3 separate regions of the Mus musculus genome follow, and regions 2 and 3 are each linked to region 1. The links are chromatin contacts, called in public Hi-C and promoter capture Hi-C maps. All regions are on one chromosome and are shown on one strand. The core of a region is the stretch at or near the end of the contact, and the rest is flanking DNA. Distances in the headings are between cores, read along the strand shown. Region 1 holds the start of A430105J06Rik (a long non-coding RNA gene). Region 2 holds the start of Nuf2 (NUF2, NDC80 kinetochore complex component). Region 3 holds the start of Exo1 (exonuclease 1).

The links. Promoter capture Hi-C pulls out the DNA fragments that hold promoters and counts their contacts. Hi-C and Micro-C count contacts between places; a contact is called where the count stands out from the background.
Region 2: a promoter capture Hi-C map of pre-B cells shows a contact between it and region 1. The contact joins the promoter of Nuf2 here to the promoter of A430105J06Rik in region 1. A contact is called at or near these places in 1 of 39 promoter capture datasets (pre-B cells) and 1 of 484 Hi-C or Micro-C datasets (pre-B cells).
Region 3: a Hi-C map of pre-B cells shows a contact between it and region 1, with 11 times the contacts expected there. The contact joins the promoter of Exo1 here to the promoter of A430105J06Rik in region 1. A contact is called at or near these places in 1 of 39 promoter capture datasets (pre-B cells) and 1 of 484 Hi-C or Micro-C datasets (pre-B cells).

What each region holds. Positions count from the first base shown.
Region 1 is chr1:186,747,040-186,751,526 of GRCm38.p6, reverse strand. A430105J06Rik (a long non-coding RNA gene) reads right to left here and starts at 2,704. Exons shown (of 2, transcript XR_003948551.1): 1 at 1,703-2,704. It overlaps Rrp15 (ribosomal RNA processing 15 homolog (S. cerevisiae)), which reads left to right and starts at 2,169. Exons shown (of 5, transcript NM_026041.2): 1 at 2,169-2,363. The coding sequence starts at 2,219.
Region 2 is chr1:169,529,273-169,533,759 of GRCm38.p6, reverse strand. It overlaps Nuf2 (NUF2, NDC80 kinetochore complex component), which reads left to right and starts at 2,296. Exons shown (of 15, transcript NM_001355159.1): 1 at 2,296-2,438. It overlaps Gm34624 (a long non-coding RNA gene), which reads right to left and starts at 2,183. Exons shown (of 3, transcript XR_373698.2): 1 at 1,663-2,183.
Region 3 is chr1:175,878,333-175,882,819 of GRCm38.p6, reverse strand. Exo1 (exonuclease 1) reads right to left here and starts at 2,042. Exons shown (of 15, transcript NM_012012.4): 1 at 1,964-2,042; 2 at 1,620-1,688. Gm36360 (a long non-coding RNA gene) reads left to right here and starts at 2,065. Exons shown (of 3, transcript XR_373723.2): 1 at 2,065-2,148.

The DNA of each region.
Region 1 (4,487 bases), core at 1,455-3,954:
GGGGGCACATAAACACATCCAGGCTGACAAAAATAGAAAATAAATCTAAAAAAAAAATAGTTTGTCTGTTTTGAAATTTTTGTTGATGTTTTCGCTGGTGTTTCGGGGGGGGGGTGTTGGGGAGGGCAGAAGAATGTGAAGTTGAGTTAGTAGGGAGGTGGGGGAAGTGAGACAATATGATTGAAATATATTGTATAGAAAATGAAAATAAATATTAAAAAAACAAAAACAAAATGTGCTGCTGTGGGGTATCCACTAGAGAAGGAGAGGACATAGCTTAAGTCAATAAAAAGTCTTTATTAGCTGGGCAGTGGTGGCGCATGCCTTTAATCCTAGCACTCAGGAGGCAGAGGCAGGCGGATTTCTCAGTTTGAGGCCAGCCTGGTCTACAGAGTAAGTTCCAGGACGGTGAGGGCTACACAGAGAAACCCTGTCTCAAACCCCTGCCTCCCCCCCCCCCCCAAAAAAAAGTCTTTATTAGCTGCCCAGCAACTGGACTGGGATTTTAGGATCTCACCGTACCAGTGAGCCTTTCTGAGGGCGAGCCTTTAAGCACAACCCTATGCTCTGAGTTGATATACTTCAGTTATTAAGAGCAGTTAGCCAGAAATGGAACTGTAGAAGCTAAAAGGAAGGTTAGTACATTTTGAGACTTTCTCAGAACTGTATGGACTTTGATGGATTAGGTCTTTGTTTTTGTTTTGACAGGTGGTACTGTCTACATTTCTTACAGCTTGAATGGTGCTTCCATCATGGAGTCAGTTAGGCTAAGGTCTGGGGCCCTGTTACAGTGCTAAATATGTGACCAAAGCGAAGTAGCCTCAGGGCCAGCCAGCACAGCGTTCTAATTAAAGCACTGTACTGCTATAGAGGTGAGAAGACCCAGGAAGTAGCAATACCTGGGAAACTCATTTATGTGGACTGGAATTGTTCTTTTCAGAGACTTACGCTGGCATCTGATCGTCTCTTAAACCATACTTACAAAGCTGTATTTCCTGTGCCATTAAAAAAAATGTTTTCTTGTTTTTAGGATGTATATATATATATATATATATATATATATATATATACATACATACATAGACACCAATTGAAATCAATCAACATGAGGATTCACATTTTCTGTTGCTTTTCTTTCTTTTCTTATATTTTTATTTTTTTCGAGACAGGATTTCTCTGTGTAGCCCTGGCTGTCCTGGAACTCACTCTGTAGACCAGGCTGGCCTTCAACTCAGAAATCTGCCTGCCTCTGCCTCCCCAGTGCTGGGATTAAAGGTGTGCACCACCACGCCCAGCTTTTCTTTTTCTTTTAAGACAAATCTGGAGTACTAAAAACCAATATATAAAGAATGAAAACCTACTGGTTCGCTATAGACGGCTGCTGGGACGTATTTCAGGAGACCAGATCCTTTAATAACACTGGTGGGCTTTGGGGTGGGGGCTGGAATATGGTGGGGAATCCAAGAGCAAGTCACAAAACCAAGGGGATTCCTTACATTTGTAGTCCTTCGAAGGAAGGGTGGAGTCTGAGTTTAGCAGATTAGTGAAGGAACTAGGTAGGATTTAAAGGTTTAATTTAGGAGGGTAATCCTATTGTCGCCCTCACCCCCAAACCCCACCTTGGGACTAACTGCAAGGCTGCTTTAGTTTAGGGCAGGTGCTAGGGAGGATTTAGGACATGGCTCATTCCACCGCCCCTTACCCGGGCAGCCTCTCAGATCTATCAAAATCCAGAAACGTCCATTCAAAAACACCGTGCTTGGTCCTTAGGGGAAAAACAACAACAACAACAACAACAACAACAACAGAACAATAGCCAACAACAACAACAACAACAACAACAACAGAACAAAAGCCAAACCAGCACAAGAACATGTTAAGAGTTGAGCTTGCTTTCTGATTCCGTAGCTGTTCCCTTGTTATCCATTCCTTCTCGGAGAGTCTCGATTCAGTGGGTTCGGAATGCGGTTTCTAACTCGGAACCCAGCTTCTGGGGGAGGGAAAGGAGAGCAGTCAGCAGCAGCCGCCCAGAAGGGGCCGGGGTGAGGCCAGGAACCGACTCTGCCGGAGAAAACCGGTAGGTCGTGTCCTCTCTCCGTCCCTACCCGAGGCTCCCACAGCGGAACTTCAGGCGGGACAACTGTTCCGGAACTAGAGGAGGAAGTTCCGTGTGTTGCAACACGACGGAATTATCAGGTGGCACTTCCGGCGAGCCAAGATGGCTGCGGCCGTTCAGGACTCACGTGTGAGCCCAGGGGAGATACTGAAGCGTTCTCCGAAGAAGAAGAAAAAGATGAAGATGGTAGCCAAGGCTGCAGCGTCGAAGCTAGAAGATGAGGTCAAAGACTCTTCTGATGGAGAAGGTAATGTGGCCTGGCGGAGCTTCGGCGGCTGAGCTTCCTTCCCATGGCTAGGGTTGCGTTTCCTTGCCGTTGAGTGTGTGGGGCGAGTGAGGTTGGGCGAGGAGCCCTGCTGTTCCGAGGCTCCTCGCTGTCACGGTTAATTTTGTGTTTCCACTCAGTCAGCTGTTACTGAGATGGGCGAAACTGCCGGTGCCAATCAGAAACTTAACAGTAAAGGAAGAGATAATGACAGGCAGTACACAAATTAAGAGCAGAGCAAAAGATGGGCAGGCGATAACCCCAGGCCTTTTGCAGGTCCTGTACCCGCTTAGAAGTGGAGTAAAAACACGGTTAGTTGTCGCAGATCAAAACATAGGCTAAGTGTTTGGGCACAGAAGAACCAAAGCTGGTATTGAGAACCTTGCAAAATGTTCGCATCTTTGGGAGGATTTGACTCTTTTTACTTACAGCCAGTCAGTTTGTTAGCAGATCATAGAAACGGCTGTAAGAGCAATGTTGCGAGCTTCTATTTGGAACCCCTAGCAAAGTGAAAGGAAGGGTCGCGATTGAAATAATGGGTGGGATAGGCTCAGGGAGCCAGCAGCAAGAGGCCACAAGAGAGAAGAAATACTGTTACTGTGCAGGGGGGATTGTGAGCCTTTGGGAGTTAGAAAAGAGAGAGTTAAAGAAATGGTAAAGGAGAGATACTGAAGTAACGTTTGATACAGTTTCAGAATGAAAGGTAGGTGAGTCTCCGGAGGTCTCCCCATTGTGTGGCTGGGGTTGGCTGCTACTTTTAAACATACTTCTTGGCAGGAGCTTCTTAGGAAGCTCAGGCATTTGGCTCCCACACTCCTTTACTGCTTCGGTGTGGCTAATGCTTTCAGTTAACCGCGAATGTGGCTTCAGTTACTACGGGAAGCCACTAGTTCATGAGTAACATTCAGAATTTTTAACTTGCTTTTAACTTGCATGATAGGTCTGGTCACTTGCTGCTCTGCTGTTTTCTGTTCATGTTGGCTGCTCATTCTGGAGGTCTCTGCCTTTTGCCTGCAGTATTCCTGAAACACCTGTATGTCACCTACATTTTCATTGACTTCAGTCTCTGGTCCAGTACTTGTCAAAGAGATTTTCCCTTATTTTTCTAATGCAGCCTTTTCTGTCACTCTCACTTGAGGCTTGATGCTTTGCTTTCTTTAGACGCTTTTATTATTATTATTACTTTATTTATTTTTAAGTTGTATGTATGTGCGCTGGGCGTGAGAGGAGATTGAATGGCTGCTGAGGAAGAAACTGTTCCTGTGGAAGAGCAATGCATGCACATGTTCTCCAGCCCCACTCTGCTCACTTTAAAAGCACCACGTTTTAAATCTTGTGAAGCGTTTGTGCTGTTTGAAAGTTCCCTAAGTGTGCAGACACTTGAACCTCAGTTCCTAGATCAACAACTGTCACTCAGGGGTCCATAAGTTAACGAATGAGTGCACTTGGACTTCAAGACCAAGAAGCAGCTGACTAAGCTTTTGAGGTCCTCAGCCCTCACCAGAGGGGTTAAAAAAACAACCTGTTGGGCAGGAATTAGAAGCTCTGGTCCTGGTGGTGTTTTTACTGCATTGGTTTATTTGCTGTGTACCCACATGTGGAGGTCTGAGGACTTATAGGAGTTTGGCAGCAGGTGCCATTACCTGCTCAGCCATTTTATCTCCTATGGTACAGTTTTGAATTGAATAATTGTAAGCATTACTGTCTAAGAAAAAAAAAACACTATTACATTTAAGTAAGACATCAACACTGCTTTCGGATTTGGGTGGAAATTGGATTTCTTTTCTCAATATTAGATAATTGCGAGGGAAAATGTTCTTTTCAGCACAAATACTGACTAGGTGTCTAAAGTTTTCTTCAGCTTTAGATCATATGTTAAGGAGGCTTTTGAATAATATAGAAACATATAATGAATATAATGAAAACATATAATATAGAAACATCCAATGAATGTTTGCACTCTATTATGTTACAGTAACCCTCTAGGCAGTGACTTAGAGTTACAGTTACAAGAGGATGTGAACACAAGAAATGGTCAGGATGGAGTGTGTCTGGGTGAGGGCATGTGCGGGAAGTATTTATATTGTTCAAAACTAATGATACCAC
Region 2 (4,487 bases), core at 1,047-3,546, about 17 Mb after region 1:
CTCTTGGCTTAGCTACTATGGAGGTAAAATTCTTTGGTGATGTGAGGGTCATTCAAGTACAACCTTATTACAATGAACTTCGATGTCCAAAAACTGTTCTTATTTTGTGTGTGTACCCCAGTAAGAGTCAAGATTTTCAGCTGTACTAAATAAAAACAAAGACTTCATCTATTTATGATCATTTAAAAAACTAAAAGTGATATATTATTTAAAATATTATTTTAAATATCATACAGTTAATATATTTGGAGTTACTTAAAATTTATATTGAGAAAAACACGTGTATTTTCAGTATTGCTGTAGACAAACATCTACATAAGACTGTTCAATTGATTGTTGTTTTATATCAGACAACTTTGATAATGCTCATTATTTTGTTAAAATTTAAAACATTTTTAAATTTTATAAATTTTAAAGAATATGATAACAAATGAAAGGTATTGAAGGTTTTGAATGGGGGGAGGCTCTCCTGGAGGAGTTGGGGAACAAAAGGGAAAGAAGAATGTGATGTAAGTCTATTTACTCAAAATATGTTTTTAGATGGTAACAAATTCAAATAAATTGAAGTTATATATCTTTTCTATCAAAAAATAGAATATATTAAGTTTTATTCTTTTTTTGTTTCCAGAGTCTCCTTATATATAACTCTGGCTGGTTTGGAACTCACCATGAAGATCAGGCTAATACTATCTAGACCAGGCTTGGCCTCAAACTCGTAGAGATCTGCCTGCCTCTCCCTGTGGAGTACTGACATTAGAGGCAAGCACAACCATGGTTTGAAGAGTACATTACTTTTAAAATTTTTCTGAGAAATCCTTGTCAGCTCCCTTGAAATACTGTTAACACCACGGGCTCTCATAAAGTCAACACTGGAAATTTACTAGAACATAAAATTTGAATTAATAAAAACACTGAGCAAGTATTTTCATGATATTAAATATGTTTGACTGATGATTCAGAATGGTGTTTATATAAACTACATTAAAATAATATAACTTCATGTACACGTTGAGGAAAGTATTTTAAGGGGTTAAAGCACAATGCCAGGTCTGTGGTTCCTTGTATTTATTTAGAGTTCACCACAAACAGCGAATGTTAGGTATTTTACAGTTTCAGACTAGTACTGCATAAAGTATTTCAAATGTATAGCTCAATTTCCAAAATCTTTCCTAAAGATGAACGTGACTGAAGAGGCAAACAGATTAACAAGAATGATTAGAGAGAAATAAAATGCAGACAACTACTTGAATTCAATGCTATTTTTCTTCTTAAGCCAGGACTGTAAACATGTACTTTAAAGCCCATAAATTTAGAAAAAAAAAATTTTTAATCCAGAACATTGTGTCCGATGTTTATCTCTGTAGTTTTGATTACTGGAAAGAAATGGAATGAAATTCTCAGTAATGTTAAAATCAATGCAGCAGCGCCGCCCAGTGAATAAACCGGATATAAAGCTACGTTGCCAGAATTCTCCATGTTAAATTGTACTGTATTTTCAGTGTAGCCATGTTCCATCTACTTATATGAAACTATGTTCTATAATATTGGCTCAAGAATATAACAATTAAAATCTTACCTATTTATTAAAAAAATCAAGTAGTAAAGGTACTCAAAGGATATTAAAACACCCGTGAATAGAGAGTTCTGTATATTCTTTGTTACCTGTAATGTCAGTAAGCCACAGAAATGGCTCACCGATGAGATGAACTAGTGGTTTTGCTCATGTTTGGCAAGTGTAGAATCATATTCCAGTACGTTTATGCTTCTAGATTTATTATCCTATATTGAGTCCTCAAAGTGAGTAAATTAAAGATTTAAATTGGACGTCCTTAACAATGTCTATCCATCCATTCGCTGCCCCGCCCTCAAGCTTTCATGGACCTAAGGAGAAATGATGTGTACAAATATCCAGTGAGGTCAAAATTTGACCCCATCAATGCTTATCAAACAGTAAGACTGTTACTACTACTCCTGGATTCTCTATAATGCCTTTGATTAATTTGGGAACAACACATCCTCTATTGCCTGTTACTCTCTGAGCCTAAGAGAAGGGGCTAGAAACCGTCTGTCTGCCTGCTCGCTATCAGGTACGCTGAAGGCAAAGTTCCAGTCTGGGACAACCCGGTAAACACATCCCGGAACTCCTCCCCCTAACTGCTGCGCTTCCTGGTCTGGCGGAATCGCGGTTCCGGCTAGAAACTATAACCCTGAAGAATGATTCCGCTGATCTGGAGCCTGGCTCGCTGCGCAACTCGTCAAGTCCCACCCACCGTGGGTCTTCTGAGCCTTCTCGGCATCCGTCGCGAAGGAAGCGCGCTGTGCGGAAAGGGGCCGGCCTCACAAAAAAAGGCGGCCGGTTTGAAAAATGACAACGGTCAGCGGCTTTCGGTTGGACGCTCGGTTTTTAACTGTTTTTCCGTGAGCTGCTAGGCCTCCAGGTGAGTTTGAGCGGGTGAGCGTTGGAGGGCCGGGTGCAAGGCCAAGGATCGGGGCATCTGGGTTTACTAACTTGTGTGTTGATTTGACAGGCTCATCTATCCCAGGTTGGTCTCGAACCCCTATATTCCTGAGACTAGCCTTTTTTTATTTATTTATTTAACTTTATTTGTAATTCAATTTTTTTACACTTCATATTCCATTCCCCGCCCCTCCCCATCCACCCTCCGACTGATCCACATCCCAAACTCCTCCCCTCCCCACCCTGTCTCCACATGGATGCCCCCACCCCACCTGATCTCTAAACTCCCTGGGGCCTCCACTCTCTTGAGGGTTAGGTGTATCATCTCTGAATGAACACAGACCCGGCAGTCCTCTATGTGTGTTGGGGGCCTCATATCTGCTGGTGTATGCTGTCTGTTTGGTGGTCCAGTGTTTGAGAGATCTCAGGGATCCAGATTAATTGAGATTGCTAGTCCCCTTACAGGATCGTCCTCCTCAGCTTCTTTCAGCCATCCCTAATTCAACAACAGGGATCAGCTGCTTCTGTCCATTGGTTGGGTGCAAATATCTGCATCTGACTCTTTCAGCTGCTTGTTGGGTCTTTCGGAGGGCAGTCATGTTAGATCCCTTTTTGTGAGCGCTTCATAGCCTCAGTAGTAGTGTCAGGCCTTGGGACTGCCCCTTGAGCTGGATCCCACTTTGGGCCTGTCACTGGACCTTCTTTTTCACAGGCTCCTCTCCATTTCCATCCCTGGAATTCTTTCAGAGAGAAACAATTATGGGTCAGAGGTGTGACAGTGGGATGGCAACCCCATCCCTCACTTGATGTCCTGTCTTTCTGCTGGAGGTGGGCTCTATAAGTTCCCTCTCCCTACTGCCGGGCATTTCATCAAAGGTCCCTTCCTATGAGTCCTGGGAGTCTCTCACCTCCCATCTCTCAAGTGCTGACTTTACGGGCATGAGCCACAAGAATGGCGTCAGTGTGACTTGTTTGAATGCTTGCCAATTTTTTATGTATCTCCATTGCGCCACCATCTCTGGATTAAACCAAGAACCATTTATCAAAAGGCGAAAATATCATAATCCAAAAGTCAGGGAGCTGAATGTACCTGGATCTACGTGGGTGTAACACAAAGCCTTCCCCGTATTTTCCAGGAATGCTTTATCTAGTTCCTCAGAATTGGGAGTTGCTTGCTTAAGTTTGCATTGCAAAGCCAGTTGTATATAATGTAAGTTATGTTGTGCTTAGCACTGAAGTGTTACATATAACGGAGAAATGGGAGCTCCTAGAGGTAATTGTCCTATTTGAACTAAAATGTCAGAGAGCTGTTTTACTGTATATAAAGTATATAGTATCTTTATAGTTAGATGGCCTCTTTCTCTGTATACGCAACACACACACACACACACACACACACAGGAGTTGGAACTGAAATTGCACTATTAAAATGAACACAATTTGCTTCTGAGAAGAGAGCATTATTACTTCTAAGTGCAGTTGTGAGCCTCTGGGTAGCTTTACGTTGGGAAATTGATCCTCAGAAATTCTCAGGCAGGTGTAACACAACATTGGACACTTAGGAGAAGACTTGGAAGGCATTAACTTGGACCAGAAAGAGCATGAGATTATTAAAGGCTTTGGCAACTTCAGTGGGAAAGGCTGGGATTTGTGTGGTAGGTAAGCCCTTTGTACGTTTGTAAGGGTTTGATGGTTTATAAGAATTACCCTGACAGTAGTGTATATCACATCAGCAGAGAGGGGTGTGTGATTATGATTTTATACCCACGTTTTCTGTTATTAATCTATCTCTAATCTAGGTGTGGCTTGTTTTTTTTCTCAAGTAACCCCTTATGTTCTTATAAACAATTTCAAAAACTGAGATGCAGATGAAAAATATTGAATGCTTAATTCAATTTTTTTGCCTCTGAAAGCTTGATGGTTTCAATTGAAGAAATAAACTGACCTCAGGATACGGAACAGAAAAGCCCAGAATCTGATATGTGCCTGAACCCAAAGGAGGACTTGCTACTCGAGCGCAGAAAGAGAT
Region 3 (4,487 bases), core at 793-3,292, about 11 Mb after region 1:
GGAGTCTAGCACCGACAGTAACATTTAGCTAATGATTGGCCTTCTCTCGGGCAACTTCTGTAGCTCAGAACTTCATTAATCACCAACACTCACCTGAACACCACTGGGGAGTTCCTTCGTGGTTATTTGTTTCCAAAAATGCTTCCATACTTACAATCCTAACGTGGGCTCTTATCTCTCTTAACACTTGGACTCAGACATTAAAACTGAGTCTCTCCTTTCATAAAAAGAGGACTATGAGCCTATAACACTGCATGCTATGGTATCATATTCACCCCTATATTAAAGGGGCGCATCCAAAGTTCAGTGTAGAAACTCCAAAGTTTGGAGAAGGACAGACATTTCAACTGAAAAGCATGTCAGCAATCCCACACTACCAGAATGGTTTATTCCAAGCAATACCCTGGTAATTAGCCATGGTGGCATCTAGGGGAAATTTCATCAGATTCATTGAAGGCTATACCAAAGACACATGAAGCCGTGTTTGATGTGCAAAACAGCTTCAAGAAACAAACAGTTATAATTTCCATTCCCTTCTAGGTCCTTACATGGAAGTCCTGGAGATGGCAGCCCCTTCAAAGCAACTAACACCCCCCCCCACCCCACCCCCGCCTTCCTACTCCAACTCCAGCAGCTGCTTGCCACTTCCCAATACAGTATTACCATCTAAGATCAGGTATTTGTATTAGGGAGTGTGTGCATGTAATGAGTGTGTGGGTACATCCATGCAGAGCCCAGAGCAAGGCATTGGGTGTCTTCCTCTATTGCTACCTGTCTATCACCTTGAGGCAGGGTGTTACGGAACCAACTAGGCCCAATGAGGTCTTGGGATCTGCCACCTCTGCCTCCCAATCTCTGCAGTTACCAGCAGGCTCAGGCACAGGGGGTTTTAATGGGGAGGGGGCTGGGGGGAGGATTCTAACTTAGGTCCTCATGGTTGCAAGAGCAAAGGCTATTACCCTCTGCAACTATTCTTTCTGTGTATGATGCATGCGTGATGGAGTTTGAATCGGAGGATGTGAAAGGCAGTCCACCTTGTTTGTTTGAGCTGCGTCCACCAGGCTAGTTAGGTCTTAGGCTGAGCTCTCTGGGATTTTCCACTCTTACCTTCCCCTCTCTCAGCAGTGAGGTCACAGGGACAGGCACCTGATTCAACAGACCTAAGATCATGTTCTTAAAGACTATGGGATAAGCCAGAGGTGCCCTGTTGACACCACAGGAAAGTGGCCATGCCCTTAGCTAGCAGCCCTGACACTTGAGAGATTCATTTACCTTTAAGGTCATGCCCATTAACTATGAATCCCTAAAGGGGGGCATGAACCCGTAATTTTAAACATCAGCCAATTTGGGTGCAGGTGGGTCTGTGTAAAACGAGTCCACTACGTTTAAAAGACAACGTCTCTAAAACATGATTTCGTGCATGCTGGGGGGGGGGGGGGTTGGGGTGGGGGAGGGACATAATTACATTTCGTGAAATTTCCTTAAGTTTCTTTCTTCTAGGCCAACTAAATCTCGAATAAATATTTCCTCTTTAGTATAGAAGTGACTGAGTGCCATGTGGCGCATCAACACCAGAAGGTCGCCGGTGGTACCCGAGGTAACAGCAGCAGCGGCTTCACCTTAGTCCCGTCTCCCGAACGAACAGGCATAGCACACAAGTCCATTCCAGGCGCCGTGGCTCCTCAAACCTGCACAGGAGAGAGCATATACAAAGGGAATTCATCGCTAGGTACGAGTGTTGGTAAGGACACACGTCAGCCCGCCTCTGCGGAAAGCGGGAGACCCGGAGGCCGAGGCAGTCGCCTGCAGGCGCTCCACGCTCCCGCTCACTTCCCGGAGATCCGGGTTTCGCGCCGAGGGGCAGAAGGCACGTGGATCAGAGTCATGGGGACCCCACTTTCCTCCACACGGCCCGCTGCTCCAGTGACCGCCCGGCCGCCCGCATAGGGGCTCGCTCGCTCACCTGGGGTTCAGAACGGCGGCGAGCGGCTGCTGCAAGCGCAGCCATGGACCTTTCGATTTGCGCGGGATCGGGAAGCCCCGCCCAGCGGACATGACGTCCCTGGGCGTCCTGAGCCGCAGCCTCCACCTCCCGCTTTCTATGACCCGACTTTCCTCTTAGCCGAGTCCTGAGCCCTTCCTTGCAAGGTAGGAAGTCCGCCGCCAATGGCCAATGCCATCTCGAACTCGGCGACGCTAGAAGCGAAAAGTCGGCTTGTTTGTGAGAGAAGTGGGGTGGTGGTAAGGGAGGGGGCAAGAGAAACTCTAGGCCCGGAAGTTGCGCTCTCGCCGGTGCTGCTGGGAGTTGTAGTTCTCCCTTGACCAAGCCACTGGATCCAGGTACATGCGTGCTAAAGAACTCCCAACTTGGAGTCAAACATATTTTGTTATTTTAAACCCGGAAAAGGAGCCCAGTTCATAGTTGCTTAATTCCAGGCCAACACCACAGTCTTTCGTCTCCGAAACATCCTCACCTCTATGCAAATTGAAGTTTTGTACAAAGCTTTCATGTTGCTATAGTTTGATTATAGTCTGCGCTTACCCACTTTATTCATTATATGGCTTTATCCCTGATACGAGTTGGGAAAATGTTATCCTTATAACTAAGAAACAAAATGGCCCAATGGTTCAAGTTATTAAACCCTGTATATTGTTGGTTGTATTGGGTCACATTTCCTAGTGTTATCAAGGAAAGAAAACCCCTCTAGTTTCTCTTCTTAATGGACTTTTAAAAACTTACTAATTTTAGAAGTCACACAGCCGGACTGTACATAATTTAGTCTCTTACTGTCTTTGCCCCAGCAGACTCCTCTGACTGAAGCTATCTAAGTGTGAAATTGAAAGACTCCGAGAGGAGCCCCTCGCTCAGGCCTCAGGACAATAGCGGACACCCAAGAACTCATGAGAGACCAAGCTTGATGCAAACCACATGAGGCTTTATTCGGGGAAAGCTAGAGCTCTGGGGACGACTCACATCCCACGCAGGAGTAGAGGAGTCGACCCTGAGGGGAAAGGGGTCTCAGTTTTTATAGGCCCTGGGGGGAAGGAGAAGGGGGGAGTAGGGGATTTCCAGATCTAAACAATGTCTATTCTCAAGAAATGGGTATGGGAGGGGTACAAGGAAAGAGTCTGGTGCAGGTGTAGCAACTCCGGATTGGCTGGGCTGTGGTTGCTGGGGAGATTTTCTGACTCTCCCAGCAACCAATATCACAAACACCTGGCAGTGAGGTGCAGCAGTGGGCACACACATGGGTTCAAGGAATGGTCAAAACATTGGCAGACACACAGGTTCAAGGAGTGGCCAGAGCATTGTGCACCTCTATTTTTTCTAAATCAGTGAAGCTAGTTCTGCTAACAGTGACATCAATCTTGCCAATTTCAGGGCTTCTGTGACCTTTTACATTCTGTCAGGATCTTTTAAAATAAGAATCTTCCCTGCCCATGTCTGTAAAAAAAAAAGCTTTTCTCTCTCTTGCCCTCCATGTAAAGATACCATGTGTGATCCTCTCTGCTCTCTGGGTTCACCTTTAATATCCTAACAATTCAGTGACAAATTAGTTATTCTCCAGGAAAGGAACTCAAAAGATGCACGATGGTATTATCTGTTGTGTTACCTTTCTTTAAACTTACAGAACCCCAAACATCCATTAATATATAAGTACTAATTAACACAGAGTACCTGGTGCACTGGTAAGGCGGACTACTACCCCAGTGATATGTTCCCCCAGCAAATCCCTAGATCATATTCGTGACTGCAGCCCCAAGGAGGCTGGGCTTTGTTGGGGAGCTACACCATCATTGGTTTTCAAGTAAATCTTTTTCTTTGCCCAAACAAATTGACTTTAAGTCATTAGACTTTCTGAAAGAATGTGGATTTACAGTTATAGAAAATGCCCAGATCTGGCTAATGTCCTCTTTTCTTTGTTATATTGTGGTAAAACACACACACACACAATATATCTTTCTATCTATCTGAATGAAAAATTTTAAATGTATATTTAAAATATGCATATTTTATAGCTCATAGAAGCAGAAGGATAATCATTTAATATATTAAGAAGCCTGCATGTGCCAGGCAATGGTGGCTCATGCCTTTAATCTCAGCACTTGGGAAGCAGAGGCAGGTGGATTCCTGAGTTCGAGGCCAGCTTGGTCTACAGTGTGAGATCCAGGACAGCCAGGGCTACATAGAGAAACCCTGTCTCAAACCAAAACCAAACAAACAAAAACAAAAAGCCTGAATGTATTTGCATGAAAAAGGAAAAAAAATCAGAGTTAAGAATGGAGATATTGGGCCTGAGAGATGGCTGAACAGTTTATAGCTGGCTGCTTTTCCAGAGTACCTGGGTTCAATTCTCAGAATCCACATGGTGACTCACAACTGTTTATAACTTCAGTTCCCAGGGGGTCTGATGCCTCTTCTAGTCCACTAGATACCAGACATCTATGAGGTTTATAGACATACTTGTGCTGGACATGCTGGGGCT